Linked DNA regions of Cricetulus griseus: region 1 is linked to region 2. The links are chromatin contacts, called in public Hi-C maps. All regions are on one chromosome and are shown on one strand. Each heading gives the region's core, a stretch centred on a gene start, on an enhancer-like site or on the middle of the called end of the contact. The rest is flanking DNA. Distances are from core to core; before and after follow the strand shown. Region 1 overlaps Rsph3 (radial spoke head protein 3 homolog). Region 2 holds the start of Ezr (ezrin).

Region 1 (4,775 bases), core at 578-3,077, 93 kb after region 2:
ATCATGAAGATGTAAATGTATATTCCTGTTCTTGGTGTCTCCAACACCATCCACATTGCTACAAATGACAGGATTTCATTTGTGTGGCTGAATATGGTAACATTATATATACATCCTCCATTTAAAAAAATCCATCCATCCATGCTGGTTTGTATCTTGTCTCCTGTGAGGATTGCTATAATGGGAATGCAGGTGTTGCACTGAGTGAATATTGAGTATGAGATTGCTGGCTGATCAGTAGTTCTGTTGTTTTCTAAGGATCCTCCATACTCTCTTTTTTCTTTCTTTTTTTTTCAAGACAGGGTTTCTCTGTGTAGCTTTGGAGCCTATCATGGCACTGGCTCTGGAGACTAGGCTGGCCTCAAGCTCACAGAGATCCACCTGCCTCTGCCTCCCGAATGCTGGGATTAAAGGCATGCGCCACCAACGCCCGGCCCTCCATACTCTTTCTTTAATGTCTGTCATAGTTTACCTTCTCAGCAACAGTGTGCAAGAGCTTCCTTTTCTTTCCTTTGCTGTCTAGGCTCTGAAGACAGCAAGTGTTCTTAACTTCTGAACCATCTCTCTAACACACTGGTTCTCACTTTTCACTCATTTTGCTATTTGATGAGACCACATGCTCATACTTTCGTTCTCTGGACATTTTTGTTTCCTTCAGCTCTTTGAACACAGAGATGATTCAAGTATTTTTTTCTGGTAATCTGAAAATCTGGAGTTGCCTACACAGCTTCTGCAGACTGCACTTTTGCACAGATACACTTTCTGAGTTTTGTGTGTTCTGGACATTTTTTTTTTTTTCTTCCGAGACAGGGTTTCTCTGTAGCTTTGGAGGCTATCATGGAACTAGGTTTTGTAGACCAGGCTGGTCTTGAACTCACAGAGATCTGCCTGCCTCTGCCTCCTGAGTGCTGGGATTAAAGGCGAGCACCCCCCCCCCTCCGGTACTGGACATCTTAAGTATAACACAGTATACTGGAAGATAGATTCCTGTCCCATCCCTACTTTGGGCTTTTTGTTGTGGTTTATATTTTAGTTATAAAAACCTTCCTGCAAAACTGCTGTCAATTTCACTTCTCTGATGTCTGTGACCATTGGGGTCTGTTCAGTAAAGTTAGTGGGTCAGCAGTTAGAATACATACTAAAAGTGTTTCTTTAAGAAAACATTCTTCTGTGTTTTGGGGGAGTGCATGCTACTCTAAAGTACTCTCCCTCCACTATGTGGATCTCAGGGAATTGAACTTGCTTGGTGCAAGTGGCTTTACCCACCCAGCTGTGTGGCTGGCCCTAGACTTGAGGGAATCATTGTCTCCCACCCTTTGCTGAGAAGCTCTGTATGGGTTGGGGTATGCCTTCAACTCCTATTTGTATCAACCTTCAAGGTCAGTCAGACAGGACTGATCCTATCTCAAGTCTTCTCTGGGTGTTGCACAGTCACCTACACACAGATTCCCAGGTATGTCAGCGGTTCTCAAATCTCCCCATGGCTATCTCATCTACCTGTTCTCTATCCCCTTCTTACTGCTTCTGCTGTTGTCTACATCTTAGGTAAATGTCATATTATACTCACTCTTGGTTTAAGCTATTTAATAACAATGCCCTGGTGTTAGGATCTTTGTTAATGAGCAAACTGAGTCAAATCAAATAAAGTCAGGCCCTAAAAATGGGCTTTTCCAGGGAGCTGACACAAAGTCAAATAGTGACAAATGTTTTTGGAATGTGGCTTTGAGGGACACTGAGCCTACTTTGCTCCTTTCAGTGACTGCTAGGCTACTTGTTGTGTCAGCTGTTATGGCCTGAGCCCGCTGGTCTTCATGGCCGTGGGGCTGAAACAAGGCTAAGACAGGGCAAATGCCATCGAGCTTGCTGTTTCCAGTAACAAGCAGGCATCATTGCTGCAAGTCTGACTAAAGTCCAGACTTTCAAACATGCTGATTTGGGTAATTTTTGCCCACCTGCCCCCATTGCTTTTGTGGAGGAGCAAATTTTGAGAAGTCCTTATTCTGCCATTTGAGGTGGTGGTGCTGGTGTGTTCCTCTCTATTTATGATAATTCCTGAACTGCCCCTTAATATAATGGCATGTTTAGGATGGACTGAAGATTGTTTTGTTTTAGCCTAGACTGTTATACTTTAGGATATGTCTTTCTATGCCTTTTCTCTTGTGATTATTAGCTCTATGGGTATGCTCATAGCAATAAGGTGACCTTATATGTCACCTTTAACTTGCTGTGGAGTTACTTACCAAGAGTCAAAATGTTTAGCAATATGTTAGAGTAGGCCATGAAGGTTCAAGGCACTGTGTGTGGACTTTGTGGTGTTGTACTTACTCAATATTACTTTGACCTTCTCCCTGTGTTCTAGAACAGTGGTTCTCAACCTTCCTAATACTTTGGCCCTTTAATATAGTTCCTAATGTTGTGATCATCCCAACAATTATTTCCATTGTTACCTCGTAATTGTAATTTTGCTTCTGTTATGAATTGTAATATAAATAACTGTGTTTCCCAATAGTCTAAGGAGAGCCCTGTGAAAGGTTCATTCACCCTCTCCAAAGGGGGTCACGACCCACAGGTTAAGAACCACTGTTGTAGATGTGTTTGTATATATTGGAGGTAGAGGACGTTTGTTGGTGGTATCTAAGTCATGGGAGTAAGGGTCTTAATAATACTCCTTGGTGCATTAGGTTACAGCTACAATAGCATATGAGCAAAGACATGAGAGGAACCTGAATAAACAGAAGCTGCACGGTAGTAGAGGGTGAGGGCTATGCCATATGAGGAAAAACTGGAAGAGTGATAGTTCACTGAGAGAACACTTAAGGAAAAAAGAGAAACTTACTGGGGTAGATGACTGTGTGATATGATAATAAAATTCTGCCCCCCCCATAATCATGTCTCCATGATTACAACTAAGGTTAGAAATGGGAAGGCTTTAAACATTTTTTTTATATATTTAGTGTAAATGTGTGTGTGCATGTTCATGCCACAGACCCTACGTGGAGGTCAGATGACAACTTGAAGGAGTCATTTCTCTCCTCCTACTGTGTGGGTCCTAGAGCTTGAACTCAAGAGTGTCAGGCTTGATGGCAGTTGCCTTTACTTGGGCTCTGGGATAGCTTTTAATTTGATATACAAAGACTCCTAACATTGAGAGCAAGTAACTGACTAAGCATCTACCACTGCCTGGGCCAGGGAGACAGAACTGAGTATGAAAGAACTGTTTCCTAGCTCTTGAAGTAAAAAGCAAAACATAACACCCTAGCCGGGCGTTGGTGGCGCACGCCTTTAATTCCAGCACTCGGGAGGCAGAGGCAGGTGGATCTCAGCAAGTTTGAGGCCAGCCTGGTCTATAGAGTAAGTTCCAGGACAGCCTCTAAAGCAATACAGAAAACCCTGTCTTGAAAAACCAAAAAAAAAGGGGGGCTGGAGAGATAGCTCAGAGGTTAAGAGCACCAACTGCTCTTCCAGAGGTCCTGAGTTCCATTCCCAGCAACCACACGATGGCTCACAACCATCCCTTATGAGATCTGGTGCCCTCTTCTGGTGTGCAGATATACATGGAAACAGAATGTTGTATATATAATAAATTAATTAAAAAAAGAAAACTAAAAAAAAACAACAAAAAAACAAAACAAAACAAAAAAACAACCAAACAAAAAACCACCCTCATTTTTAGAGTGAGTAAAGAAGGATTAGGGCTGCGAGGTCACTTGGTATGTGACGGTGCTGGCTACCAAGTCTGAAGCCCTCAGGATGAAAGCTGTCCTGTGACAGAGTGCCTCACAGAGTGCTCATGGCATGCCTGCACAGATGGGGTCACTGAAATGAGCTGGCTAGAATGGGGTCTCTGAAGGGTCCAGACTGGGATGAAGACTGAAGGTAGTGAGTACAGCGGGAGTCCAGCCTAAATTATCATCTAAGAGCCTGGCACCACAACAAAGCTGGCAGACGACGTTACAACAAGGCAAATACTCAATGGGAGTCTGGACCTGCAAGGGCTGCACTGCATTTTAAAATGCTTTCCCTACACACAAAATGATGAAGCTCATTTTCAAACATCCATCCTCTTCCCACACCCTCCTTCTTTCCCTCTCTTACTGTCCCCTTCTCTCCAGGAACACCATCTGCCTCTTCTGTGTTCACCTCTCACATTACTCTCTCCTTACTCCCTCGCCTCCCTTAAAGTCATTCCCCTGCCTCACAATTCCTTTTCTACTTTACGCACACACAGGTAAACACAGACAAAACACACACACACACACACACACACACACACACACACACACACACACACACACAGATACACACAAACACAGATATACACAGATGTACACACACAAATTTAAAGCTAAAGTCTACAGATAAGAGAAAAATTCAGCACCTGTCTTTCTGAGTCTGTCTTATTTTGCTTACCATAATAGTAATAACCAGCTGCGTCCCTTTTCCTACCAGTGGGATGACTCCATTTATCTCTATGGCTGAATGTACTTGTGGCACAAGTACATAATGAGATTTTATCTGCACACCAAGCTTTCTTATGGTCATTAAATTACATATGAAGTTGAATTCAAAGTTAACTGACACAGGGCTTTACTGACCCCTAGTGGTAAATATGATCATTAATATACTCTAAAGTTTGTTTTCTAAAAATCATACTGACAAATACTTGTTTTGAACTCTATTTTCAGATATGAGTTAAAACGGCCAGACTCTGGCTAGATCTGGGCAGCACCATGAGAAACTTACCTCCTGTTACCTCAGTGCTAGCTGAAATAGGA
Region 2 (4,890 bases), core at 861-3,360:
GGGGGCATGCACCTTGCACCTCAAAGGAGCCCTCTCAGCAGTTTGGAAATCGTTAACTCTATTGTGGAACAGAAGCTTCAAAAAGTTACTCTGTTACTAAAGCTGATATGTACCCAGCTTACTCGACAGCTTAACGACTCTTTACTTCTAAGAACAAAGTTCTTAGCCCAGAAGACCTTTAAACCAGGACAAAATTAAAACAAGACAGAAAGGGGAGGGAGGGAGAGAGAGGAGGGAGGAGAGGGAGGAGAGGGAGGAAAGGGAGGAGAGAGAGGAGAGAGAGAGAGAGAGAGAGAGAGAGAATACCTTAAAACGAGGCAGTTTTGACAAGACAGGACAAATAACAAGATTCCATCCACATTAGGGCCCTAGAATACTCAAGTCACAGAAGTAGAATAGCAGGGTGATTGCCAGGGTCTGGGGAAAGGGAGATTGTGTTGCAGTGTAAAATAGTGACACTGGAAAAATGGACAATGGTGATGGTAGATTAACAATATATTTAATGCCACTGACCTATACATTTAAAACTGGTTATAAAGATAAATTATATGCTATGTATATCTTATAATTAAGAAAAGAAAAAGAAAAGAGAATTACAGTTTGTAAAGAGAAGAAAAAGGAGCGACTGGAAACAGGCTCTTGGCTCCCCCCTCTCCCCCCCCCACTATCTCTGTGTGTCTTAATGAAATCAAGAAAACCTCATCCCGAACTAATGTATTGACTGACCACCACGGCCCCACCCCACCAGTTTTATTCCACAGGCTTTGTAGAGTCCGGATGAGTCATTTCTGGGTTTGAAATGCATTTCATGTAGGGTCAAATACTCTCTCAAGAGTAACTCAGACCAAAAATCGTTATTGATGTCTGGATCTATTATCATTTTAAGCGTATTAAGATTTCTAGAGAAAAACCCTCCTTTCAGAGAACATAAACTGTTAAAAGTAGTAAAAACAGATTAGTCCTAAACCGGACGGTGGTGGCACACCCCTTTAATCCCAGCACTCGGGAGGCTGAGGCAGACGGATTTCTATGAGTTCGAGGCCAGCCTGGTCTACAGAGCAAGTTCCAGGACAGCCAGGGCAACACACTGAGAACCCCCTGTCTCGAAAAACCCAGAACAAACGCAGACGAGCCCTAGAGACTAGGAAGAAACTCCTCATATCTTGAGTAGTTTTTACTAATCTTGATTTTTCCATCTCAACTTTAAAAAAAATTATATAAAACTCTCCCTCCATCCAGTCACCAGCGTTAAGGTAGTTGGACTATATTACACTGAGGACGGGCTTTGTCGTTGTTTCTCCCCACCCCCAACCCGGTCCCGCCAGCAATCTCAACACAATCAGTTTCAAGAATAGAGAAACAAGCACGCAGCACGTTAATTAGCCCAAGTTCACGACCAGGGCCCAACGAACCTCCTTATCAAGCCTCTGGGACTGACTGCCTCATCTGCAATTCAGGTCCGCGGCTAACCCTCTCCACTACGGATCCTGCTGCAACCAGCAAAACCCCTGCTCCGCCCGGCCGCGCCTCCCCAGAGAGGGCTGAGACCAGGCTACCCCAGGCACCGAGCCTCTCTTCTCCCCAATGCCCTTCAAATGGCCCAGGAAGGTGTGGGTTGCGAGTGGTTTCGGTCGCTCGAAGGAACTGGGCGGGCAGGTGTAGGTCGTTAAGCAGCCACCCCGTCCGTCTCCGTGCTAGCCGCACTAGTTAAGAAACTTCCAAGTTACACCAGCAGACACTCCCAAAGCGGTCAGAAGCACCCGGGCGGGGATCGGGGACCGAAAAGCACCAGCAAAGGGGACTAAAGAGTGCCTCCAAGGCGTCACCGGGTACCGAGAGGGCAGTCGGCGCCCTTCGGCAGAAAAAGAACCGCCCGGCAGCCCGGTGCAAGGTGAGTCCCGGGAGGGAAGCTCAGCCAGGCTGGCGCACGCCTCCCGCTCCTCAACGGCGACAACTTACTGGCTTGGGCATTTTGGCTGGTTGGTGGCTGCGCGGGTCCTCGGGAAGTGGGCTCTGCAGCGGCGGCTGAGACGCGTCTGGACCTGCAGGCGGAGGGAAGCCCTGAGCGCGCCCGCGGCCCGGAGCTTAAGAACCGGCCGGGCGGCGCCGGATGAGTCACCGCCCAACCGGGCCCGGGCGGGGGCGGGGCGCGGGGGCGCGCGGGCGGGCGGGCGGGCGGGCAGCGGGGCCGAGCGCCGGTGAGTTTCACTTCGTGTAGCAACCGTTGCCCCAGAGCCGAGGCCGCAACCGCGGGACCTTTTTGAGAAACACTCGTTTTTTTTTGTGTGTGTGTGTGTGTGTGTGTGTGTGTGGTTTTTTTCTTCTTCACAGACTGGGAGCAGCCGGGACGGGGGGCGTGTCCACGCAGCCCGCGCTGCGCCTGGGCTTCGGGGGTGAGCCCTCCCCCGGGGGCCAGAGGGTCGCACAGCGGCTCGCTCTCCACTCCCCGCGCCCCGCGCCCCGCCTGGGGGACCCCGAGTCCGCGCACAGGCGGGCGGTCCCTCCCTCCCTCCACCACCCCTCCGGGGAGCGCACGTGGCGCGACACCGAGCTGGGCGGGGTCCCCGGCCCCTGCTCGTACGACCCCGCGGGGTGCGCTCGCCAAGATGGCCGCGGCCCGGCGGGATGCGGGCGGCACGGGACCCGGGACCTCCCTCCGCGCCCTCGCTCGCGACTCCGCCAGCGGAGTCCCGGGGCTGCTGGCGAGCGCAGAGGGGAAGAAGGCGCTGGAGCTGCTCCGCGCCGTCCCGAGCCGAGGAAGTGCAACTCCACGTGGTGGGGCGGCGGCTGGTGGCCGGGCCGTTCGTGGGTGGGGCCGCCGGGTCTCCGGTCACGGCCCCCGGGTCCCCTTGCACGCGGCCTCCGAAGCATCCCCGTGCGTGGAAGACCCCGTCCCCGCATGCCTTAAAGAACTGACTTGTCTTCGTAATTCGACTTGACTCGCAAAAGGCTCCACGGGGTGGAGCCCCTGAAGACCTAAACTAATCCTAAAAGTTTATTTCTCTTTCTAATACTTCTCAAAGAGACCCGACCCCCTTCCCGTAACACAAGTACCCTGGTGATCTGTGAAATTTGTTGGGCTGTGATTAAATTATTGCTTCTCAAAGTCTGGTTCGGAGACAACTAAGCCCCGCCGCGGGTTTGAGACCAGAGCTGAGCCTGAGGAACTTTCCGGTGCGGGCTTGGGGTGGCGGTGGGGACTGGATGGGTTGGTTGCTTGGTTTTCTTATCGGCAAAACTGCCCGATTTTATGGCACCTGTTCCGTGGGGATGTAATGAGGATTAGATGCATTGAATGTGAAAAATACTCGGCTCCATTCCTGGACGGTATGACCAGTGACTGGGAAAAGTTCCTTTGGGACTCAGTATTCTCATTTGTAGAATAGGGACCTAAGAGCAATGCCTACACAGCTATAGACTTAATAACACACGTGAAGTTAGCTTAGTGCTGGATGAATAGTAACACGGTCTGTTGTGGGTCACATGGCTCCCAACTGCATGTCTAGGCATGTCAGGGGCCTGGCAAGGAGTGAGGCTATGGCTGAGATGGCCTCTCGTCAGCACAGTCTTTTCCCTTGAAAGATAGAATTTCTTTTTTTGTTAAAATGAAAATCACACAATGAATAATAAGTTATGAAAGATGTCCAGATCACCTACTACTGCAGAGCATTGGACATACTCCTCCTAACACAGCCTACCTGGCTGTCTTATTGCCCCGATGCCGTGACAGTGTGAGCGTCTACTCAGTTCACAGTTTAAGATAGCAGTGGCCTCAGGCCTTCAGAAGCCTTTCTGAACCTTACCCTCCAGAGGAATTTTGAAAAATATGGTGTGGTGTGGTAAAAATAAAAAGATGACAGGGTTTAGAAACAAACAACAAAAGCTGCATTCTGTCTCCGGCACTTCCCAGCTGGTCACTGGGCAAGCCATCATCCAGCTTCCATCTCCTCATCCCTAAAGTAAAGGGAATAAGTAGTACAAAGAATCCTGCTGCTGAGTCACACAAGGAGAGCACTTATGCATATTTGACATATGTATATTCTTTCTCATGTAAATTAACATTACAAAGTCATATTTTGTATATACTTTCCTCATGCATCTCCCACTACTATAAACCCTAGAACTTTTGGGGGGGTTTTGGTTTTTTTTTTTTTTTTTTGGTTTTTCGAGGCAGGGTTTTTCTTTATAGCCTTGGCTGTCCTGGAACTAGCTCTGTAGACTGGTCTCAAACTCACTGAAATCTGCCTCCCACGTGCTAGAACTACAGTTGTGTGCCACAACCACCCAGCTCTAAACCCTAAAACTTAGATGCTACTGTGCAAGGAAAAACCTCTTTCTAATAAAGCCATGCATATTACATCTAAGGATTATTTTAGGGGTCATCTCTTTATCTGATCTAAACCCCCTCAGCCCAGTACTTTGAAGAGTCTGAGCTACAAGATAATCTGTGAGACATATGGAACAGTAGCCTGGAAAGCTGTGTCTGTAACACACCATGCTGTTTCCCTACTCCTGGAGATTGTGATACACACGTGATTTCTGAGAATTGTGACTCAGGGTATATTAACAGTAGGACCCTGAAGTGTGTCACTCACTCACATGTCTCTTTCCCCTTTGTGAGACTGTTACCTGTATCTGAAGCAGTGTTGGATAACAGGATAATGAGTGCCTCTGTAGGCAGAGAGGAAGCCAGGGCTCATGGGTACTGTCCCACTAGCAATTCATCTGGCTATTTACTCCAACTGTAACCATGGTTTAGATTTTCTGCTTTTCGGGCAGGGGAGTGTGGTTGCATGTCTTCCTCAGGAGCCAGGAGAAAGGCTTTGGGCACATTGCTTAGAGGCTCTTGGGCAAGGTTAAACCAGGTAGGGTATAGGTAGTTTGAGAAGT

What was found. Hi-C and Micro-C count contacts between places; a contact is called where the count stands out from the background.
Region 1: a contact with region 2 is called in a Hi-C map of the CHK-Q cell line, with 10 times the contacts expected there. The contact joins the enhancer-like site here to the promoter of Ezr in region 2. A contact is called at or near these places in 5 of 8 Hi-C or Micro-C datasets (the CHK-Q cell line, the CHL-YN cell line, the CHO-K1 cell line and 2 more).

What each region holds. Positions count from the first base shown.
Region 1 is chr2:287,626,509-287,631,283 of CriGri-PICRH-1.0, forward strand. The region is part of intron 8 of Rsph3 (radial spoke head protein 3 homolog); the gene reads right to left. Among named protein-coding and RNA genes, the nearest start is that of Rsph3, 25 kb to the right of the region's middle. Within about 2 kb of position 1,828, at least 1 of the 6 cell types and tissues checked has open chromatin away from gene starts, as enhancers often do.
Region 2 is chr2:287,533,165-287,538,054 of CriGri-PICRH-1.0, forward strand. Ezr (ezrin) reads right to left here and starts at 2,111. Exons shown (of 13, transcript XM_027401082.2): 1 at 1,960-2,111. The coding sequence starts at 1,971.